Linked DNA regions of Ovis aries: region 2 is linked to region 1. Evidence: chromatin contacts called from public Hi-C data. All regions are on one chromosome and are shown on one strand. Each heading gives the region's core, a stretch centred on a gene start, on an enhancer-like site or on the middle of the called end of the contact. The rest is flanking DNA. Distances are from core to core; before and after follow the strand shown.

Evidence for each region. A called contact is a pair of places that touch in the nucleus more often than the background predicts.
Region 2: a contact with region 1 is called in a Hi-C map of liver, with 7 times the contacts expected there. The contact joins two enhancer-like sites. A contact is called at or near these places in 14 of 16 Hi-C or Micro-C datasets (blood, hypothalamus, liver and 7 more).

What each region holds. Positions count from the first base shown.
Region 1 is chr3:45,475,604-45,480,185 of ARS-UI_Ramb_v3.0, forward strand. All of the region lies in intron 5 of EHBP1 (EH domain binding protein 1), which reads right to left. Among named protein-coding and RNA genes, the nearest start is that of EHBP1, 87 kb to the right of the region's middle. Within about 2 kb of position 2,163, at least 2 of the 54 cell types and tissues checked have an H3K27ac peak or open chromatin away from gene starts, as enhancers often do. A contact at or near this core is called in liver, where this site is marked.
Region 2 is chr3:45,792,181-45,796,762 of ARS-UI_Ramb_v3.0, forward strand. No RefSeq gene overlaps it. Among named protein-coding and RNA genes, the nearest start is that of TMEM17, 61 kb to the left of the region's middle. Within about 2 kb of position 1,916, at least 14 of the 54 cell types and tissues checked have an H3K27ac peak or open chromatin away from gene starts, as enhancers often do. A contact at or near this core is called in liver, where this site is marked.

The sequences.
Region 1 (4,582 bases), core at 913-3,412:
ACAGAACATGAATATTAAAAGTTTGCAGAATGACTGGATAAATGAATGAATTAATCCCAGATTGGCGCTTCTCCTCAGTATGCATTTTTTAATTCATTAAAAAAAAAGAATATAAAGAATAAAAAATTTAGATTTTAAAAACTAAGACCTATGAATATATTTTGCAGACAACGGTTCTGATTTTAGTTGGATAATGTAAAGCACCAGGAAGGAAAAAATTTTTTCTAAATATAACTGTTATGGTTTCACATTAAAAAAAAAAAGAAGAAGAAAACCCATAATGTCAATTGCCTGGGTGAATAAACATTATTATATTATGGTAGATAAAACAGAAATATGTTGTTTGTAGTATCCATTCTTGATAACGTGCACTAATAAAAGGGAAAGGAATTGTAAATAACAAAGGATAATTTAAAATTCATTTATAACTATTTTTAAAGTATATTCATATTGTAACTAACATAGACTATCAGGCCCAGAGGTAGATATTAATAACTAACTAGCACTTGTTAGTGGCTCAGATGTGAGCCTGCAATGCAGGAGACCTGAGTTCGATCCCTGGGTTGGGAACATCCTCTGGAGGAGGGCATGGCAACCCACTTCAGTATTCCTGCTTGGAGAATCCCCACGGACAGAGGAGCCTGGCGGGCTACAGTCCATGGGGTCAAAAAGAGTCGGACATGACTGAGTGACTAAGCACAACACAGCACTTGTTAAGTAGCAGAAAACAAACTGGTTCTTAACCTTGGATTAAATTTATAAGGGAAAGATGCTGGAAGTCAAAATCTGAAAACTTTAGAAAGACGAAAATATTTTAAAGTTTAATCCAAATGAGAAGTTTATAAATTGCCTTGTCATTCCTTTGAGATAATGGTGAAGTCTAGATACTACTAAGAAGTATACGTGGTCTAAAGGAGTAGAAAACATAAAATCCTACAATAATAAATTTAGAAACCTATCTTCCTTTCCTTTATATTTTTCTATGTCCTCTAAATTAACATTATGAAAACAGCTCCTCTTTACTGAGCTCACTGCTTTACATACATTATTGCTAATCTTCAATAACCTATAGAGTAGATATTAACACTATCATTTATACCTGAGTACACTGAAGCTATAAAAGATTAAATACCTTGTTCAAGGTCACAAAGCTAGCAGTGGTAAAATCACCTCTGAAGTTTTGACTTATGTATAAGTAGCTTTTTGGTCCAAAAGAGAAAGCTTGGCAAACAACTGGGAAATCTTCTCTGTGCCCAGAAACAAAAGAAAAAATAAAATGAAGGCAGCATTATCTCAACTCAACACAAAGAGGCAGGAAGGCTGCCTTGAGAAAAAACATGCAGAATTCTGGTGACTGGTCAATTCTGGACTTTCACTTTGTAATATCTAACAGCAGTCAAGTAATTAATCTCAATAACTTTTAGACTGAATATGTACAATAATTAAAGACTACATTTACTAATCTAATACATATATATTTTACAAGTTTATCACTAAAGAAAGTAGATTTAAAACTTCTCTTGATTCTACAACTTCAAATTATTTATTTTCATTTTGCCACTATGGGAAATCATTATTGCAAAGGAGTTAGGACAAAGGCCACAGAGAAAGACAAGACTGGATAAAATCCTGGCTTCTTAGATATATAACCTTAAGCAAATTACTTAACCTCTCTAAGACTCACTTTCTTTATCTGTAAAATAAGGTTATTAGTATCTGACTCAGAGGGTTACCACAGTGAGTAAATGAGATAATGTGCATATAGCATTTCACACAGTACCTGATATACAGTAAGGATCTAATAAATGTGTTAAGGTAATATATTTTGGCGACTTTTATGTTTTACTGGGATATTTTATACTAAGCAAAAACTTTATATTTTATTGATTGTGGGGTTATAACACAAAGTGCAAAGAAAATAAAGATTAAAATTTCATTTCTGAATGCTCTTTGGAGCATGCCTTCTCAGTCTTGCAACAATTTACCATGAAAAAATCCAAACTTTAAAAGAGAAAAAGACAAACTGTTAGTCCTTTGAAATTCACTAGGTCTTCTGTATGTGATAATGGAAACATATTTAAAACATAAAGCAGAGCACAATATTGTAACAGGTCCCTGCTACATGAACACAACTGTTTCTCTTAGAGCAGAGTCAATTTCCTCATCCACCACTGAGGGGAGCTATAATCTAGGAAAAGGTTTATATGGCGCCACAAGGTTATTTTTCAACTTTCTCAAACCTTAATATATTGATTTAATAAACTCTTATAAAAATACCTTTTAAACTAACTTAACAAGTACAAGTGGAATCTCTATTCTTCCTTGCTTTTTCTTTTTAGCACTTATTTAACATACTACATATATTAACATATATTTAACATACATTACATATTTATACTAACACAGTATATATTTTACACAGTTTTCATTCTCTCTCTCTCACACACACATTAACACAAACTCCATGAGCAAGAGATTTTTTTTTGCTTTATATACTACTCTATTTCCAGCACCTAGAACACTATCCAGCACAAAATACATACTCAGTGAATTAACGGCTACTGAATGAATGAATGAATTCTGGTTCATTTATTTGAAAGCTTGAGATATATTGTAAGATGACGTCAAATAAAGTGAACTGCTATTGCCTGAAAAATGTAATGTCTACTTACCATGAATTTAGATTTAAAAGAAAATTTCTAAGAACAATTTTTTAATCATATAGATGAGTATACAGAGATCCCATGAGAATGACTTAGTATATATTTATAGTAGAATATCTCTTAAATGATCTGAATGTCACAGAGAATTGGTCAATTAAAGGGAAAAGTTATGAATACTGATACACAAACATTTCACTTTGTTTAATACATATTAATATGGAGAAGGCAATGGCACCCCACTCCAGTACTCTTGCCTGCAAAATCTCATGGACAGAGGAGCCTGGTAGGCTGCAGTCCATGGGGTCGCGAAGAGTTGGACACGACTGAGCAACTTCCCTTTCACTTTTCACTTTTCATGCATTGGAGAAGGAAATGGCAACCCACTCCAGTGTTCTTGCCTGGAGAATCTCAGGGACAGGGGAGCCTGGTGGGCTGCCGTCTATGGGGTCGCACAGAGTTGGACACGACTGAAGCGACTTAGCAGCAGCAGCAGCAGCAGTAATGTGTTTCATTCACCAGTTTTCATGGCCTCGTCTTAAGAGTATAACTTTGTTGATCATCCATCTTCTCATATAATCAACAGTTGTAATGTATCATTAGTGTATTTTCAATCACTTATTTTAATTAATTTTTATTAGAGTATAGTTGCTTTACAATGTTGATAGTTTCTGCTGTACAGCAAAGTGAATCAGCTATACATATACATATATACACTCTTTTTGGATTTCCTTCCCAATTAGGTCACCACAGAGCACTGAGTAGAGATCCCTGCATTACAGAGTAGGTTCTCCTTGTTGCTATTGTTCAGTGTCTCAGTCGTGTCCAACTCTTTGCGACCCCATGGACTACAGCACTCCAGGCCTCCCTGACCTTCACCATCTCCCAGAGTTTACTCAAACTCATGTCCATCAAGTCGGTGATACCATCCAACCATCTCATCCTCTGTCATCCCCTTCTCCTCCCACCTTCAATCTTTCCCAGCATCAGGGTCTTTTCAGATGAGTCAGCTCTTTGCATCAGGTGGCCAAAATACTGGAGTTTCAGCTTCAGCTTCAGTCCTTCCAATGAATATTCAGGATTGATTTCCTATAGGATTGACTGGTTTGATCTCCTTGCAGTCCAAGGCACTCTCAAGAGTCTTCTCCAGCACCACAATTCAAAGGCATCCATTCTTCGGTGCTTGGTCGTTTTTATTATCCAGCTCTCACATCCATACATGACTACTGGAAATCCATAGCTTTGACTAGATGGACCTTTGTTGGCAAAGTAATGTCCTTGCTTTTTAAATGCTGTCTAGTTTTGTCATTGCTTTTCTTCCAAGCAGCAAGCGTTTTTTAATTTCATGGCTGCAGTCACCATCTACAGTGATTTTGGAGCCCAAGAAAATTAAGTCTGTTACTGTTTCCATTGTTTCCGCATCTATCTGCCATGAAGTGATGGAACCAGATGCCGTGATCTTCACTTTTTGAATGTTCAGTTTTAAGCCACCTTTTCACTCTCCTCTTTCACCTTCATCAAGAGGCTTTTTAATTCCTCTCTGCTTTCTGCCTTAAGGGTGGTGTCATCTGCATATCTGAGGTTATTGATATTTCTCCCAGCAATCTTGATTTCGGCTTGATTCCAGCCCCGCAATCCTGATTTCAGCCCGGCATTTTGCATGATGTAATCTGCATGTAAGTTAAATAAGCAGGGTGACAATATACAGCCTTGATGTACTTCCTTCCCAAACTGGAACCAGTCCATTGTTTTGAATCTGGTTCTAACTGTTGCTTCTTGACCTGCATACAGGTTTCTCAGAAGGCAAGTAAGGTGGTCTGGTCTTCCCATCTCTTGGAGAATTTTCTAGTTTGTTATGATCCATACAGTCAAAGGCTTTAGCATAGTCAATGAAGCAAAGCAGATGTTTTTCTGGTGCTTCC
Region 2 (4,582 bases), core at 666-3,165, 320 kb after region 1:
CCAAGGCCCTGCCTCTCTGCAGCCACAGCAGATGCCCTAAGAACAGGCGTGCCCTGGCCTCCCTGAGACAGCATGGAAGGCAACCCCCTCCCAACACACCTGCACACAGATATGCTGCTCATTATTCATGAAAACAATCTATTCCCAGTAACACCTGTGGCATTCTCCCTGTCACCTCTGACTGAGGGCAGCAATTCAACTATCTCACAACTTTTGATCAGAAATTCTACAAGCATGGAAACTATATGACCCCCAAATTGTACTTCTAAACAGTCATCCAAGTGAAGTGAAGTTGTGCATGAACCTTCATAGCAGCTTTATTCATAATAGATTGTCAATCCTCTTTAAAGACTGAAGTGAATTTACTTCTAAACCAGAATTTAGTTTTTCCTTGAACTGTCTACAGGATTCCATATTGACAGTGTCTGAAGGTGTTTCTGGGTGTTCTGAAGGTGTTCTGTCATGCTCACAAGTATCCAGGAACCCTTAAGCACTGTCCTGGCCTGGATTTGCTGCAGACACTAGCTAGCTGACCAGCTCTTTGCAAGAGCCTCTCCAGAAAGCCCAACTATCTTGGATTTTCTACTCAAAACATCTTCTGTTCTTTAGTATTAAAATCCATGTGTTCACCACCTGGGTCATCACTCTGTCCTCTTGAAGGTGAGAGGAATAAGCCATGCAGGAGATGCTGGTCCAAGAAATTAAGGTCTTAGCTCCTTTGCAGCAGAACAGCCATATCTGGGTTCTGTGGCAAAGCAGTGGTGGGACCAGAGGCTGCTGGAGGGCGTGAGCAGGCAGGGCAAAACTTCAGATCAGGCCACAAACAAGAGGGAGAGCAGCCAGTTGGATGAAGGCCTTAATCACAGGCTTGGCTCACAGCCCATAACAAAAGCTTGTTGCTGCCCACTACTCTGCTCCAGGGCTAAAAAAATTCCTACTGGGTAGCCCATCCCCACCCCCACTTTCTGGAGATGGGCACTCACCCACTTGGAACCATGGCGACTTCCTAAGCAGATTAATTTTGGTCAAGAGTCTGGTTGGGAAGCTCTCATGAGCTTAGTGACCAGTTCATTACAAATCTAATACAGATCTTCCTGCACTAATGATGGGGTTAGGTCCTGATAAACCTATTGAAAATATCCTAAGTGGAAAATGAATTTAATATACCTAACTTACCCAACATTACAGCTTAGTCTTGCTTTACACTTACAGTTGGGCAAAATCGTCTACTACAAAGTTTATTTTATAACAAAGTATGAATCATCTCATGTAATTTATTGAATATGGTATCAAAGGTGAAAAACAAATGGTATCCAGATCCAGACGGGTTATGAGTTGTTCACCCTCGTGATGGGGCTGTGCAGAGGACCCTGCCCCATATCTACACATCCCCGGCCCCGGGAGAAAGGTCCAAATTCAAACTTCAAGATCCAGTTTCTACTGAATGCATATCACTACCACACCATCATAAAGTCAAAAAATTGTAAGTTGAACCATCCTACATCAGTTAAAACCGTCTGTAGTTCACTGCTACCAGGAAGTCCTCCCTTGGACATTTCAGGGCGCAAAGAAACTGCAGCCTCCCACCCTTGCGCCCTTCACTCCTCCCGGCACGACCACACCCAGGCACACACTCCTTCCGCTGGCCTTGGGGACACGGCCGTTCTTCCTCCAGGCCCGGCGGAGGAGCAAGCCCCCTCGCTTCAGCCCTCCATCAGCCCACTCGCCGGCTGCTACGCCAAGAGGCGGCTATCTGCCTAGTCTAGGGTGAGATGTCAAGCGGACCGGGGAAAGGCGCGTTCAGGTGAGAACTAAAAACGACGCAAAAGGCCGGGCACCTAAGACCGTGACGCAGCAACACGAACAAAACTGACGGGGGCTGGAAGAAAGGCCGGGAGGAGGCCCACGGAGCGCAGGCAGCCCTTTGCGCGGAGGATGCTGACCCCTGCTGGCCGCGCGCGGGAACGCAGCGTGCCTGCTGCCGAGACTGTGACAGTGGGTCATCCCGCCAGGGGGAAGAGGGCCTGGAGGGGGTGGTGGGGGAAAGGCAGGGACCGGGAGGACGTGAGTATCCGAAGCCCTGAGTTCCAGTCCTGCCCACTCCCCACTCCACCCCCATACACACTACGCGGTAACAGGGTTGGCAGCCTCCCCCAGCTCTCAAATGCCCTCAGCTCCTCATGTCTTAGGAGGCGATAAGCAAGTGGGGAAAGTGGTGGGCTGCCGTCTATGGGGTCGCACAGAGTCGGACACGACTGAAGTGACTTAGCAGCAGCACCAAAGTGAGAGAATTGCAGTATAAACGGCGCTAGAATCCCTCCAGGGCCTACCTGTGCCTCCAAAACGCTTCCCTCATCAGGGTCTTCCTCCGGACCAGCCAACTCCAAGTTCGGAGCTAGTGAGGCCAAGCTGGATGGTTAGTGACTGGTGGGCTGCGTAATGGTTCCCAACCATATCACGGTCCTAATTCCGGGAACCTGTGGATATTCCCTTATAAGGCAGAAGGGACGTAGCAGGTGTGGTTAAGTTAAGGGAATTGCGATGGGGAGATTATCCTGGATTCCTCAGGTAGGTCTTAAATGTTATCACAAGCATCCTCATAAGAGGGGGGGAGAGGGAGCTTTTAGTACAGGAGATTAAAAAAAACCACATTACAAAGGAAGCGGAGAAAGAGATTTAAGATGCTACTCAGCTCATTTTGAAGATGGAGTCATGGGCTAAAGAAAGCAAAAAATGCAGCTTTTCTGCTTTCTTGACTATGCCAAAGCCTTTGACTGTGTGGATCACAAGAAACTGTGGAAAATTCTGAAAGAGATGGAAATACCAGACCACCTAACCTGCCTCTTGAGAAATCTGTATGCAGTTCAGGAAGCAACAGTTAGAACTGGACATGGAACAACAGACTGGTTCCAAATCGGAAAAGGAGGACGACAAGGCTGTATATTGTCACCCTGCTTATTTAACTTCTATGCAGAGTACATCATGAGAAACGCTGGACTGGAAGAAACACAAGCTGGAATCAAGATTGCTGGGAGAAATATCAATAACCTCAGATATGCAGATGACACCACCCTTATGGCAGAAAGTGAAGAGGAGCTAAAAAGCCTCTTGATGAAAGTGAAAGAGGAGAGCGAAAAAGTTGACTTAAAGCTCAACATTCAGAAAACGAAGATCATGGCATCCGGTCCCATCACTTCATGGGAAATAGATGGGGAAACAGTGGAAACAGTGTCAGACTTTATTTTGGGGGGCTCCAAAATCACTGCAGATGGTGACTGCAGCCATGAAATTAAAAGACGCTTACTCCTTGGAAGAAAAGTTATGACCAACCTAGGTAGTATATTCAAAAGCAGAGACAATACTTTGCCGACTAAGGTCTATCTAGTCAAGGGTATGGTTTTTCCAGTGGTCATGTATGGATGTAAGAGTTGGACTATGAAGAAGGCTGAGTGCCAAAGAATTGATGCTTTTGAACTGTGGTGTTGGAGAAGACTCTTGAGAGTCCCTTGGACTGCAAGGAGATCCAACCAGTCCATTCCAAAGGAGATCAACCCTGGGATTTCTTTGGAAGGAATGATGCTGAAGCTGAAGCCCCAGTACTTTGGCCACCTCATGCGAAGAGTTGACTCATTGGAAAAGACTCTGATGCTGGGAGAGATTGGGGGCAGGAGGAGAAGGAAACAACCCAGGATGAGATGGCTGGATGGCATCACAGACTTGATGGACATGAGTCTGAGTGAACTCCGGGAGATGGTGATGGACAGGGAGGCCTGGCGTGCTGTGATTCATGGGGTCGCAAAGAGTCGGACATGACTGAGCGACTGAACTGAACTGAAAAATGGGAAAAGACAAGAAAATGGATTCTTCCATGGAGGCTCTACTGATACCCAGATTTGGCCCCACAAAACTGATGTCAGATGTTGGGTCTGCAAAACTGATGTCAGATTTCAGGTCTGTAAAAGCATGAACACATGCTGTTTTTAAGCCACCAAGTCTGTGGTAATTGGTTACAGCAGCCATCAGAAACGAATACATGAATAGGACAGACCTCTACATCTACCTCTAGGGAAGTTTATAATCTTCTTTTCTTGAGATTTTAAAAAACAGCAATCAAAAAGTCACATATCTCCTGTGGTGAAATATATAACTAACCCAAAAGCACATGGGCTTCCCCAGTGGCTCAGCAGTCAAGAATCCGCCAGCAACGCAGAAGCCACAGGAGACGCAGGTTCAATCTCTGGGTTGGGAAGATCCCCTGGAGAAGGAAATGGCAACCCACTCCAGTATCCTTGCCTGGAGAATCCCACGGATAGAGGAGCCTGGTGGGCTACAGTCCATGGGGTTGCAAAGAGTCAGACATGACTGAAGTGACTTAGCAGGCAAGCATATGGAAGATGCTCAAGATCACTTGCATTAGAGAGGCCAGGGATTATTAAAACCATGGTAAGATACCATGGCACAGCTCCTTGGAGAGCTGTGATAACAGAGACAGTAATAAGCTTTGGCAAGAATATGGAAAAACTGGGAATCCTCGTATTTTACTGATGGGATTGCAAAATGGCGTGACCACTTTGGGAAACAG